Linked DNA regions of Mus musculus: all the other regions are linked to region 3. Evidence: chromatin contacts called from public HiChIP or PLAC-seq and Micro-C data. All regions are on one chromosome and are shown on one strand. Each heading gives the region's core, a stretch centred on a gene start, on an enhancer-like site or on the middle of the called end of the contact. The rest is flanking DNA. Distances are from core to core; before and after follow the strand shown.

Evidence for each region. Hi-C and Micro-C count contacts between places; a contact is called where the count stands out from the background. HiChIP or PLAC-seq counts read pairs in DNA pulled down with a chosen protein or histone mark.
Region 1: a contact with region 3 is called in an H3K4me3 HiChIP or PLAC-seq map of bone marrow-derived macrophages, with 3 times the contacts expected there. The contact joins the promoter of Platr9 here to the promoter of Mob3b in region 3. A contact is called at or near these places in 4 of 39 promoter capture datasets (the 3T3-L1 cell line, liver, pre-B cells and 1 more), 1 of 484 Hi-C or Micro-C datasets (embryonic stem cells), 5 of 115 datasets of contacts at active chromatin or transcription factors (bone marrow-derived macrophages, embryonic stem cells and stem cell-derived neural progenitor cells) and 2 of 9 other capture datasets (adipose tissue and liver).
Region 2: an H3K27ac HiChIP or PLAC-seq map of hepatocytes shows a contact between it and region 3, with 4 times the contacts expected there. The contact joins the enhancer-like site here to the promoter of Mob3b in region 3. A contact is called at or near these places in 8 of 39 promoter capture datasets (the C10 cell line, cranial neural crest, hippocampal neurons and 4 more), 2 of 15 datasets of contacts at CTCF or cohesin (the NIH/3T3 cell line and embryonic stem cells), 17 of 484 Hi-C or Micro-C datasets (CD4 T cells, CD8 T cells, the HL-1 cell line and 10 more), 42 of 115 datasets of contacts at active chromatin or transcription factors (the 230-238 cell line, CD8 T cells, DN3 thymocytes and 29 more) and 4 of 9 other capture datasets (adipose tissue, embryonic stem cells, liver and 1 more).
Region 4: a Micro-C map of brown adipocytes shows a contact between it and region 3, with 4 times the contacts expected there. The contact joins the enhancer-like site here to the promoter of Mob3b in region 3. A contact is called at or near these places in 3 of 39 promoter capture datasets (embryonic stem cells and liver), 4 of 484 Hi-C or Micro-C datasets (brown adipocytes, embryonic stem cells and liver) and 2 of 115 datasets of contacts at active chromatin or transcription factors (embryonic stem cells and microglia).

Annotation. Positions count from the first base shown.
Region 1 is chr4:34,909,910-34,913,080 of GRCm38.p6, forward strand. Platr9 (pluripotency associated transcript 9) reads right to left here and starts at 1,572. Exons shown (of 3, transcript NR_040652.1): 1 at 1,542-1,572; 2 at 942-1,041; 3 at 1-699.
Region 2 is chr4:35,004,279-35,007,738 of GRCm38.p6, forward strand. The region is part of intron 2 of Mob3b (MOB kinase activator 3B); the gene reads right to left. Among named protein-coding and RNA genes, the nearest start is that of Gm33620, 14 kb to the left of the region's middle. Within about 2 kb of position 1,978, at least 71 of the 459 cell types and tissues checked have an H3K27ac peak or open chromatin away from gene starts, as enhancers often do. A contact at or near this core is called in the SCID.adh cell line, Sertoli cells, Th17 cells and 8 more, where this site is marked.
Region 3 is chr4:35,156,085-35,159,280 of GRCm38.p6, forward strand. It overlaps Mob3b (MOB kinase activator 3B), which reads right to left and starts at 1,400. Exons shown (of 4, transcript NM_178061.5): 1 at 1,168-1,400.
Region 4 is chr4:35,303,547-35,306,977 of GRCm38.p6, forward strand. No RefSeq gene overlaps it. Among named protein-coding and RNA genes, the nearest start is that of Gm33672, 24 kb to the right of the region's middle. Within about 2 kb of position 1,880, at least 9 of the 459 cell types and tissues checked have an H3K27ac peak or open chromatin away from gene starts, as enhancers often do. A contact at or near this core is called in brown adipocytes, where this site is marked.

The DNA.
Region 1 (3,171 bases), core at 322-2,821, 250 kb before region 3:
AGCTCTCTAGAAGGATTAGGTAATCTAAAATCTCATTGGTGGGTACTGGGGGTGAGGGTCACAGGTGATCGGTGGTCTGCATTCCTATATCATGTGATAAAATAGGACTGCCCTTAGAAGATGGCCTATTATGAGATAAGCTATTTCCCCATTCTTGAGGTTGTCCCCAGGCTGTTCTTTGGGAGGGGGTTTTATGATCTTTTTCTGGATTTTATGGTCTGTCCCTGGAGCTGCTGTCTTAAGGCCTAGTTTCTGGGACTTAGGGTAGCTGACTTCAGACGCACCAGAAGAGGACGTCTGATCTCATGACAGGTGGTTATGAGCCACCATGTGGTTTCTGGGATTTGAACTCAGGACCTTTGGAAGAGCAGTCAGTGCCTTAACCACTGAGCCATTCATTTCTCCAGCCCCAGATCATCCTATGTTTAGGGGGAATTGAAAGGATGCTCAGGTTGTAATGGGGCATCATCCCCATGATCATCCTGATCGGCCAAGTTGACGCTGTGACCATTAGGAGGAAACATCGTACGTAGCCAGACTGGTCTCCACTGCTAGGTACAGTGGTAGATGACACTAACAGACTTTGCTCCGGATCAATTCACACACAAAGTTTTGTGGAAAGCTTTTGGGGCCCCTTGGCAGGAATCTGACATCGGGCCAGGACGAGGAAGTAAGCTCAGGCAGGAATCTGATTTTAGGCTAGAACAGGGAAGAAAGTTCAGGGAGGAATCTTACTTTAGGCTAGTACAAAGAAGTAGGCTTTAGGCATGAATATGACTTTGGGCTAAGACAGTGAAGTAGGCTAAGATAACTTGGCCACCCTGAAGAGAAACTGTCCTTAGAAACAGTGACCTTGGGAGTGATCACAGGACCTTGTTTATTGCCTTGCTTGTTCCTTGGCTATTTCATTAATTAAGAAAATGCTCTATATATAGGCTTACCTACAGCCAAGTTTTATGGAGGTATTTTTCTTAATTGGGGTTCCTCCCTCTCAGATGACTCTAGCCTGGGTCAAGTTGACATAAGAATCAGACAGCACACCTGACAACACCAAACACAACTCCAATTTAACTTCAAGCAATCCCCTGCCTCAATTCTACCCCAATATCAAGCACGACTATAACCCTAACCCCAGTGCTATCCACAATCCCTACCCCAACCCCGAGTTTAATACCAACCCCAATCTCACATCCAAGCCAACACAATCCCAACTCTAACACCATCTCCGACTCTACTCTAACCCCAACTCCAACAGCACATCCCTAAACCCCATCCCACCCCTGGCCATCTCCACACCCAAGCACAATTCTAAACATAACCTCAAGCCCATCCCAAGACTTGCCCCCACCCTATGCCCAACCCAGTCTCCAATACCAACTTCAAACCTAACCCAAATGCCTACCCATACCCTAACCGTAACACCAACCTCAAACCCACCCACCCCTACACTTAACACAACCACAACCCAGGCACCAAAGCCAACTCTATCCCCAAACCCAATTAGCTACAATCGTAACCCCAGCCTCAGCCCGGAATCCAACCTTAACTTTGTATGTGGAATTACAGCCAGCTAAACTTCACCAAAGATCCACTTTCCCTTTTATCTGCCCAATCTACAGCTCTCCTTTATTTTACAAATTAAGGTGGGAAGCAGGTTTACAGGAAATCACCTGAGTGCTGACTCATTCCTTGTTCACAACCACGCACTGGAGAATGGAATTAACATCAAATATAATCAGCCCCAGGGCTATTCACAACAAAGTGCCACTTAAGCAGTGAATTTATGAGAGAGGACAGACTAGCAGAGATCAGTGACAGACAACTCTGTCTGTTCCTCTCCTGCTGACAACTGCCAGCTCAAGCCCCCTAAGGAGGACATTTTCCTTGCCCAGTTCCACAGCTGGTGATGTTTAGTGAACTCCAGAAGTAAAAGCAGGAGCTGTTAGCCTCCACCTGTCACTAGCTCCAGAAGCCTGGGCAGGTGACTTCTACAGCTTTCTTCTTTCCGTTGCAGTATATGTGAAGAGCTGCAGATGTTTGGTAGTTCTTTAAAAAAAAAAAAAGTTACAGGCTATATGGATAATATTACAATGAAAATTATACTTTGGTTAAGAAATTTCAGGCAAATTCACCTACATTTATCACAGGTTCTCCTGCTGCCTGTCTCTTTGTTTTTGGTTTGGTTTGGTTTCTTTCTCACATACAACACACAGTTTTCTGTTCAGTCGGGTTTTCCTGGGGACCTATGTCACGCCACATTCTCATCCACACAGAAAGAGTAACAAATGAAACAGGACGTTCGGGTAGAATTAGAAGCTGGCTGGTCTTTGGTGTGTTTTGCTTATTAGGGCTCTACTTTTGCATCTTAAAGATTTCAAGATCTACCACAAAATTCAGCATATGATAGAGAAGAATTCCAGTCATTCCCTGCCTTTGCACATGCTCAGTCCCACCCCGCACTCCCAGGGCTGTGCACAACCCCTGCCAGGGTCTCTCATTGATTACAATGACTGAGAATGACACAGCAGAGAAAAGACCACATTTTGGACAAATGGTGCCAGGAAAACTGGAGTCCCAAGTATAGAAAAATGAAATTGGACATGCTTCTATCACCTGACACAAAAGTAACTCTAGATGGATCAAAGACCTAAATGTGAAACCCGAGACACTGAAAGTGTTAGAAAATACAGGCAGAACCCTACAGAGTGTAGGTCTGTGAATAGACTTTCTGAAGAGGACTCCATTTGCCCAGGGATCCAGGGCAACGACTGACAGATGAAACTCATAACACTTCTGCAAAGCCAAAGAGATAAATATTTTATTCCCCACCCCCAAAAGCAATCTACAGATTCAATGCAATTACCATCAAAACTACAACACCATTCTTCACAGATGTGGAGTGGAAAATGCTCAACTTCATACAGAAAAGCAATAAACTCAGAATAGATAAAACAACCCTGAGCAAAAAAAGAACTGTTGGATGTTCCACCATTACCAATTTCAAGTTGTACTAGTTAGCTATAGTAATGAAAACCACATGGTATTGGCATAAAAACAGACATGTTGATCAATGGAATCAAATTGAAGACCCAGACCTGAATCTATACACCTATAGACACTTGATTTTTGATAAAGGAGTCAGAAATGCACACTGGAAAAAAGACAGCATCA
Region 2 (3,460 bases), core at 728-3,227, 150 kb before region 3:
GGACCAAACACAAACAAAGAGATGAGATTTGTTTGTCATACTTACTGAAGCCAACGGGGACTTTTGGGTCCAATGTCCCATTACACTAGGGCTCTTAAGGAAGCTGACTGTGGGCAAGTGACTGACCAGTGCAATCCTTCTGGCCGTAGTGTATCTCTCCTCTTTCCACCTCCCCCTTGTCTCCCTGCTCTATCTCTTCACCCCTTCCCTCTCTCAGTTGAAAAAGGCCAGAAGAAATAAGCTAGTTACAAAAGATACCTTCTTTTTTTAAATAGCCCAAGGGAGTTGAATTTAACCTATGAGTAAGACAGCTAGAGCCACCTGTTTACAGCTAGAAGTTCAGGAAGGAATTGCGGTTTGCTACCCCTTCTAGGCTTATAGTCTGGTGAACTTTCACCAGACTCAGTCAGCTTCTCTCTTCCGGGTTTTTCAGCTGGCGGTGCAGACAGTGGCTGGGATGAAGGTGCCTCAGATCCTTTATTATAGCACCAAGACGCCGCTGAACTGGCTAGAGGCACGGGGCAGACACCTTTCTCCCTCCCGCCCACCAACAACCAATGTTCAACTTGACAACGTTAAATTTGCAACCTCTTGGCTGAGGCAATAAGGGACAAATTAATGTATCATTTTATGACCCCCAACTTAGGTGGGTGGCTGTGGCCATTCAGTATTGCCACACATCCCATGCCCACCCAAGGACTGCTAAACATCTTCCCTGGGCTAGAGTCCTCTCTGAGGTTAGAGTCCTCAGGCTTAACCTCTCTGCATGCATATCATTCTACCCTGCACACATACATGCACACACACACACATGCATGCACACACATACACGCCTTGTGCTTATAATTCCGTCACTCTCATTTCAGCTTTGGAGCCTTGAGCACAGTTATGTTAGCTTTCTGCATCTCTTCAGCTCTGTACATGTTATCCGTTGCTATTGTGCTGCTGCCAAGGTCAATGTCTGGGAGGTTCCTGGGTTGCATTACAGTGTGATTATGAGTCAGAAAAGAAACAACGACAAAAATAAAATCAGGAAAGAAAAAAGAAAAATGTCTAGGCAGCCAGCCCCTCACACAGCTGTGCGGGATCCTCACTTGCTTCAGATTCCAGGCCAATCCTCTTTCTACACTTCTGTGACTAAAGCCCCAGGAGCAACATAATATCAAGTGTGCCCAAGTCAGTTATTCCCAGTGCCCTGATTCACTGTTGCTCCCAGAAGCTAAGAAGGATATATGGTGTTCAGGAGAGCTGTGCCAAGCCCTCCCTCAGCTCCCCTCCACTCCCATAGCTTAAGGCAGACCAAAAAACACCTAATAAATCAATGCATGTTATGAGCACCTTTATGCTGACTCAGACTGACAACTCCTTGGCTCCTCCTACCTGAGCTAAGGAAAGTCAAGACTGAGAAAAGTCCCTGGACCTTGCTTCCCCAAGTCATGATTAAACCTAAAAAAAAAAAAAATAAAATAAATGTGAATATGTAGTGAGAGATGGCCCTCTGGCATGCCAGCCCATGCTAGGTCAGGTCCAGGTCCAGGAATATACACTATGAGCTACAGTGCCAATCAAACAAAGAAGGTCAGCAAGGAAGGATCAGTGGTTTTAAAACTGTATGCTTCAGGTTTTACAATAGTCCTATAAGAGGTCTCCTAAGGTGTGGGGGTGGTGACATGTTGAAAGTGTGGAGTCCTTTATCTGCCCAACTACCCTCTCAAGCTAACTCTCTCCTTGACTTAAGAATTACCCTCTGTTACCTTGTGCGGGGGTGCTGTGTGGATGCTTAATTTATTGATGTCTGTAAAACCTTTGGGAATTTCTGAAGGTATTTTCTGCAGGTCAGGTCCAGGAGCAGGGCTCTTATTAAGCATGCAAAGACAGAAGCCAATATTGATTGTCCTAATGGGTTCTGGCACAGGAGACACACTTTGAGTTAATTGCTGCCTGAACCCTTTTGAGCGAGCACAAGAGCTGGCCAGGCCTGGCACGCCCTCAAGCACCTACTTGCAGCTGCCGGGATGAAAGCCTCGCACTCAAAGGGGTGGATGCTACCCATCAAACATCTCAGAGAAGTGTGCCTTGTGCCTATGCACGGCAGATGAAGACGGTTCTCAGACATGTCTGGGGAGGTTTGAACCCCATGAGCTGTGTGGATACCTGGGTGTCTTCACAAACATGTGCAAGGAAGTCTCATCCAACCCGTGGCCTTTCCTCAAGTGTGCAAATGCTCACAGTGTGGTGACACCCAAGAATGAGTCCAAGGTTGGAGTGCTTGCCCATTCCCACCTCATTTGTTACACTGGGTGGGGGCCATTTTAATTTATATATCTTCACCTGCAAAGCAGCAACATCCACTGTACTTACAACGGAAGGGAAAGTACTCAGATAAAAGGAGAGGTACACACACGTCCAGCCACTTGTTAAGTCACTTTGTTGTGGTAACTGCTGATCCAATAAGCCGTTTTCAGTACTGTTGTTGTGCTAAGCACCTGATTCATTTAGCTACTGTTTAGTAATCTCACCATTCTTACAGACACATCAGTGAAGAATAATTCATCAAGGGCAGAGGAAATGTCTGATAGCAGCAGTTAGTCATGTGGGCGCCAGGTCTGGAAGGAACGCTTGTCAAACTGGGAGCTAAAACAGAGTGAAGGAATTGCTTCACTGACGGCACCTCCGTCCTTCTCGAAAGCAGCATGAAGAATTTATTTCTTTTCAGTTCCCAGACTGTGTAAATACCAGAAATTTTCTATCCTTTGAAAGACTCGCCACATGGAAGCTCTTTTGAAAGGAATTTCAAAATCTATGCACGTAGCACACAAGGGTCACAGGCAGCCCTGAGCTGGTTGTCATCACATTCTTGATAGCCCTGAAGGCTCAGTCAGCCTGAGTTCCACGGATATTTTATTAGCTACAGGAATTACATTGTGAAGGAAGACAGCAGCTTATCTTTTCCAGAAGCAGAGGTAGCTGACAAAGTATCAGCTCACAACTCTTGTTACATCCCCCATCTCAGCGCTCTCCTCTGTAATCTCACTCCTGTTGGATGGTCACGGGGGAAAGCAGGAGCTCTGGTCTCTACCCAGGCTTGTAAATTCAACACACCTGTAATTTCACAGCTGCCTAAGGCTGCCACAACAAGACAGATGCTTGTGCTGGCCTCTCCATAATCTGGAAGTAGCAGCAAAATATAACAGAGTTGCTTTGGGGTACCTAAAACACAATTCCGAGCCCGGGAAAATGAATCACTGTCATTTGATGGGGATCTCTAGACTAAACATGCTTGCTAAAAAAAAAAAAAAAATCTGAAATTAGATGGCACCATTAAACACAGTGTAAGAACAGTGATGAATAAGAAAATGAATAACCCTTCATTTAAAGCCTTTATTATCATCAATGGTACCATGATTTGTAAAACTCTATGAATGTCCTTCCTTCCTTCCTTTCTTCCTTCCTTCCTTCC
Region 3 (3,196 bases), core at 150-2,649:
TTAGCTCGCCTCTGAAAGTCCTTTGGACCCTCTCGCAGATCTCCTAGCTTTCGAGAACTTTGCCTCCAATCTCTCGTTTCAGATTCGCTGGGGATAAGATCTGAGAAATGCGCCCTGGGCCACAAGCAGCCTAGGAGGCGGGCTCAGGAACAACTTTCCCTCCGCCCTCTAACCACAAGCCCCGGGTGGGGCGGCCTAGCCAGGTCCCGAACTCTGTCCTTCCCCAGCGGGGATCCCGGACTCGAGCCTGCGCAAAGGCCAGCGTGAAAGGCCCCGCGAGCGGCGAAAGGGACTTCCTTCCCCGCTGGAGCCCCACCAGATGTTAAGAGGCGCAACAATAGTGGAACCGCAGAGAAACAAAAGGCCATTCACTGGGTTACAGGAGAATGGCTCTGTCGCCCCGTCTCTGCGGGGAAGACTTGCAGAGGGTCTGAAAGGGGGCTGGAAGAAATCTGAGTGGTCTAGAGCCTCTGCCACGCTCCAGGAGGCGGGAACCGCTCTTTACCATTAACAACCCCATCCTGGGGGTCCAGTGGTGGGGAGGAGAAATGAAGGGAAAGTTTAGTTTTCACCTTCTCCGGTGCAGAAAAGGGAGGAGCAACGATCCCAGATGTTTGACAGTTGTTGGTCCAAAAGTTGAGCAAAATTTACTTATTCTTAATACCTCCCTTGATGAGGCATAGGTAGCCAGGGAGGACAAATCGAGACTGCGCTGTAGCCCTCCCTACACAGCCCCACGCCGAGCCTGCTCTGGGATCCAGGAGCGTTGCCCTGTTTAGATGCACTTTGTAAAAGTTTCTCTTCCCGCCGCTTCAGGCCGACGCGCACCCCACCCGCATCTGAGATTCAGAATGGGTCCCGGGTGAGATCTGCACCCTTTAGGGGGAGGGAGGGGGTGTATTTCAGATCAAAGCCACAGACCCCCTGGGTGGGAACTGGACTCACATTCCAGCCCGGGAAGTGCGTACCCGGAGGCAGAGGAAAGCCAAGAAGCCCGTACTGCCTAAACCAGACTCCAACCCCGGAAGCTCGCGGAGGAGGGGTGAGGACTGGGGTCCGCACGACTGATCCTCCCTAGGTGTGCCCCGCACCTCGGCCCTCCAGGACACAATCCGAAGCGGGAAGCTGCGACTGCGCCTCCACACCACTCTTGGAAGGATCTCTTACCGTGGGGTTTTAACCTTCTGCCTAGGGCCCTGCTGGTTTCCTTCACGCCGGCAGCAGTTTCTGGAGCCGGAGAAAAAGAGTGAGCTCCTCCAGCCAGAGCAGCGATGCTTGCAGATTCACGCGAGGGGTTTCTGACCAGCACGCGTGACTCCAGATGCAGCGACCACGGCTCTGGTGCGGCCCCCACATGCACCCAGCGCGCCGCGCAGCTCGCCCGGGCGCCACTGCAACTCACCGGCTCAGAGCGGAGTCCCCTGGTGGCCTTCTCTGGAAAGGCAGCTACGCGGGGGCAAGAGGAGTCCTGTTGCCCTTAGGATCCTCTAATCTCCACAAGAGCCTGAGACAATGAGCAGTCTAAGTCTCTCAACTTTGGTCCGCTGCCCAATGTAGGTAGAAAGATGTCAGAGTAGAAAAGATGCTGCTGTCCTGGTTGGTCTTTGTCAACTTGACACAACCTTGATATATTTAGGAGGGAATTTTGACTTAAAAAAAAAACCCCTCATAAAATACCCTATTAATAAGTCTGTCCAGCATTTTCTTGATTAATGACTGTGGGTTGTGCCAGCGTTGGGCAGGTAGTGCTGGTGGGTATAAGAAAGCGCCTCGCGTGGATCTACAAGCATCGCTGCTCCGGCTGGAGGAGCTTACTCTTTATCTCCTGTCCCAGAAGCTGTTGCCTGTGAGAAGGAAGCCAGCAGGGCCCTAGGTGGAAGGTTAAAATCCCATGAGAAGCAAGCCAGCGAGCAGCATTCCTCCATGGCGTCTGCTTCAGTTCCTGATTCCAGGTAACTGCCTTGAGTTCCTGTTCTTACTTCCCTTTGCGGCGGACTGTGCATAAACCACATAAGCCCTTGCCTCCTCCAGTTGCTTCTGGTCATGCTGTTTTATCACAGCCATAGACACCCCAACTGAAGTCCACAAGAGCTTTTTCCAAGGCATCCAGAAAGGGCCAAATGACTTACGCTTCTCCAAAATGTTCTGCCAGCTGTAAAATGCCGTGGACTGCCTGAAACACCTTGGAAAGCAGCATTAAACCATGACAAAAATGCGTGGAAGTCGTAACTACCTCGCCGGGTGATTATGAGTAAACCAATTATGAGACGTACTCTTAGTTCTTGGGAGGAGTCTTCAAACATGAACTGAAAGAAAAAAAAATGAGGTGGATGTGTCAACCTGCTTTTATTCTCCTATAAACATCTTGATGTGTGCCGGCTGGGTAGTATCAAATGACTTGATTAGCGATCACATTCCGTAACTTCTGCTACACGTTTGAAAGAATGAAAGTAAATTAGGTGAAATTTAGGAGATATATTTCCATACTCGACTCCTGTTAGCCTTTCCATCACAAAAGTCTCTCTATATGTGGTGCCTTACTTGGCTCACACAAATGCTTGGAAAACTCCTGCTACGGGGCCTTAGCACTTGCTATGCTCCCTGCCTGGGACAGTCTTCTTAACTGTTCAGTCACATCATGGCTCAGAGACTACCCTTTTCCCTCCATTTCTTTCCTCAGAGGCCTCCCTTTCAACCCCATTCATCCCCCCCAAGACATCCCTTCTCAGATACCCCACTCCAGTTTTCTCTATGAAATGTATCACCATAAGACACACACACACACACACACACACAAATACTGCTTTTTGCTCACTCCCTATATTAGTGTTCTATGGGGGAAATAGCCAAACTTAAAGTTAAAACAGCTGAAGACAAAATGAGCAGAGCTGGAGAGGTGGTATAATAGTTAAGAGCACTTGCTGCTTTTCCAGAGGATCCTAAGTTGGTTCCATTATCCGCTGCCAGCAGCTCGCAGTCACCCATAACTCTAGTTTCAGCAGATCAAACATCCCTCGTCTCCTCCACAGGCACCTGAATGCACACGGTGCACATAAACGCATGTGGGCACATGAACACTCATAATAAATTAAACACAATAAAACAAAAAAACCCCAGTATAATCTTATGTGATGGCCATGGTCCAGCCAGGTTTCTCTCTCCATGTGAAGGTCAGCTATTTAGCAAACTCAGTACC
Region 4 (3,431 bases), core at 630-3,129, 150 kb after region 3:
TTTTTCTCCAATGCTGTAGCCTGCACTGGAAGGGTGATATAGTTTTAATATGGCTGCCCTTACCTTCCTTTTCAAGTAGAGATCATAATGGGTAAACGAAGGAAAAGCTGGGCATGGCAGGCAATTGAATAACAGGTCATTAGGAGTGGACTTCTGCTCACTAGATGTTGAGCAGTCTGCTCTGTTAGGCAGATATCATTTATGTTTCCCTATTATTTGGTAGATGGACAGACAGGCAGACAGACAGACAGAACAGATCTAGGAAAGTAAGTAGTTGAACTTCAAATTTTTAGTCAGTTTGAAAGGATACTCTTTTCTCAATTCTAATTAAAATTGTCTAGGCCGCCAATGGCTTGCTAGCTTATTTGATTTAAAGCAAATACGTTTAATAATTTGGGGATTAGATATAAAGAATCAACAGAGATAAGTCATTTTAAAGGATAGCGAGTCAAGAGCTATCGCAACATTTAGAAATGTATCTGTATTTGGCTCTCCGAAGAGCTGCAGAGTTTTAAAACTCAACTTAAGCTGTGGATTTGAAGCCTGTATTTTGACTGGCTTAATATGTCATAATATTCAGATGTAATGAAAATCAGCCAACAACTTTGACTTGCTTTGTCTTTAACTCATCAGTGTGTGAATGGGCTTCTAGGTAATTTTTAATCTATATGTAAATTAGCTGTGTCTATAACGGCTGTAGTATGAATTTGAGGATGTGCAGGAACGAAAGACTGGATGCAAGCAATATTTGAAAATCATGTCAAGAAGAAAGAGGCTGTACAAGTGATACATGACTCTCAATGAATTTGAATATAGTTTATATTAAGATACCTTTGATGAAATTATTGTCATTGAAAAAGTGTCTGGGGCTGATAATTCATGAAGCAAAATGTAGAACAGAGGATGAAAAATAAAATAAGAGTTCATTGCAGATTGTTAAACTCTGTTAAAGGTTACAGTTTCCTACCACAGAGCCTCCATTTGGCAGGTTTTATGTAAAAGCTGATCATATCTTTACTGAATTCATTTTCTACCCAGGTGGTAAAGTGACTTAAAGTGATTAAAGTTCTTGTTTGCTATACAAAGAGCTGTGTTTTATGTACTAAATCCAGCTTTATAAGTAAATACTCTGTGTTGTACTTTATTTATGGCTGTAGTTTGTGGCGATAAAGTGTGAGGAAAATTTTTCTTTAACAATTTTAATTCGAAAGACAGTCATGTGGGGTGTACATGCCTGTATGAGCTTTTGAGTCTTCCGTTCGATTACAGCAAGAGGAAAAGCTCTGGAGGACAGAACAGAAACCACGGGCTTCGGATGCCATCCTAAAGCCCTGTGTTAGTCTTCCATGGTAATTCCCTGTCACTGGAGACAGGGGGGAAAGCATGGAAAGCTGGAGCCTGAGCTAAAATTGTGTTTTCCCAAAGGATATATATAAAGAAAAGAGGAAACCTTGCAGGGAGCGGCTGCTCAAAACTGAAGTAGATTCTAAATGGAGCCTAGGACACACCGCCTGAGCCCTTGTAATTACAAGCGAATTTGTCACTCAGTATGGCGAGAATTCATTTCCAGAGGAAAACACAGTCCATTTGTTAATGATTTGGATTGTTGTCATTAGCACAGTTCTAAAATACAAGTCACCATTCATAAGATCAATTTTAGGTATCTGTAGGAATAAAAACGTTCTATACCTGTCAAGTTACTTTGACAGTCAGGAGATATGAAGAAGTCTGGTCCTTTAAATATCAACTAAAAAGATTACAACATTCTGACTTTATTTCTACTTGGATGAATCCCATGAAGCTGGATGGTTCTCACTATGAAGCAACTCTCATGCAATTGCATTCATGCTGGGAAATGATTTTATTGCATAAGAAAATGAATGAGCCAGAACCAGTGAGCTGTGTCTGTGCATAGGTTATAATTTGCAGACTGTGATGTCAAAGTAGGGTTGAGAGCTGTGACAACAGTTGGCAATTGCTCTGTTGGAAAAGTCTGTGGCAGTGGGACATCATGTCACACACATTCTTCTTCTACCACATTATGCATGTGTAAGTACACTCTTTGCGCGCACACACACACAGATACACACACACACAGACACACACACGCATACACAAAGTCATGTTTAAGATTATGGAGTACCTGTCACCACAAAATAAGAAATTAGTTATTTTTAGCAGTGAATCTACCCCCACTGTTTTCTTATATTTTTTTAACTTTAAGATACATATTCTTCCTGTTAACTTGTGCATTACTTTAAAGGACCCAGTCTTTCAGAGACAAGTCAAGCTGATTCTATTAACTTCTGAACAGACAGTCTCTTTTGCATGCTATTTTTTCTCTCACTAATAACTCTTTGGATATTTTGGCAGCCATATTCTTTTACAGATTATCTGTGCACCAGGTCTCTAGAAACCACCGTGCTGGTGCTGTGAAGGATTTTGGCCCCTATGAACTACGTATACGATAGTGTGTTGCTGTAATATTTGATTTGGCCAAAGAGGCTTTGCAGATGTAGTCAAAGATAAAGCCTTACTATAGGAGAGTGACTGAATCATCTGCATGAGTAGAGTCCAAATGCAAGAGCACTGAGAAACAGACATTTCTGAAGGACTCGGAAGTGGCAGAGATGAAGAATTCAGATGAACATCTATCACGAAAGAAGCTCTATGTTGGTTGCTAGAAAGGAAAGAGAAAAAGAAGCAAAAACTCAGGAGAAAGAGTGTTTGCAACAGGACCACCTTTTCCAAGTATACAGTGGCCAAGGCTCAGGGGCTTCAGCTCCATAATTCCACAAAAATGAACTTGCCCAACGAGTCAGATGAACTTTCTAGTTAGCCCTTCTGTATGATCTATAGTAGGCAGTGCACTTGTCCAGAACTTGGTCTGACAGGGGATACCCTAGGAGGTGTCTTTATCAGCATACCTGGTGACATTAGGAACTATGAGGTGATACATTTGAGTGGTTTTAAGGCACTAAATTTGTTAAAGCATGATAGGAAACTAATACAGTGTCCACATTTGAGAGTCCCTATGTGTAGGCCTGGCATTTCCACTGATCAGATTCTGTGTACCTCTCTGGTCTTATGGCTCCCTTTAAAATCCTCTTAACTTTAGCCCATCCTCTGGCATCCTATCCCACCATGTAGCTCATAATTGTTCCCGTTACTACTCTATAACCTCTAAGATACTTATACAATTTCAATTGCACCTTATAGTGCTCTTTTATTTCTATGGGATGCCCACCAGAAGTCCAGCATGACTGGAAGGATGGTTGGGGAAATCACTTCTCTGACCCAAATACCGTGTCTTTGGAGGATGATTGGAAAATATAAAAATCTATTTTTAAAGTATGCTAACTATCTCCTTTCCACTCTTATACTTTCTACTGACAGCTTCTTTCCCCCAAGCAATTGATTTTTTTTAGGAG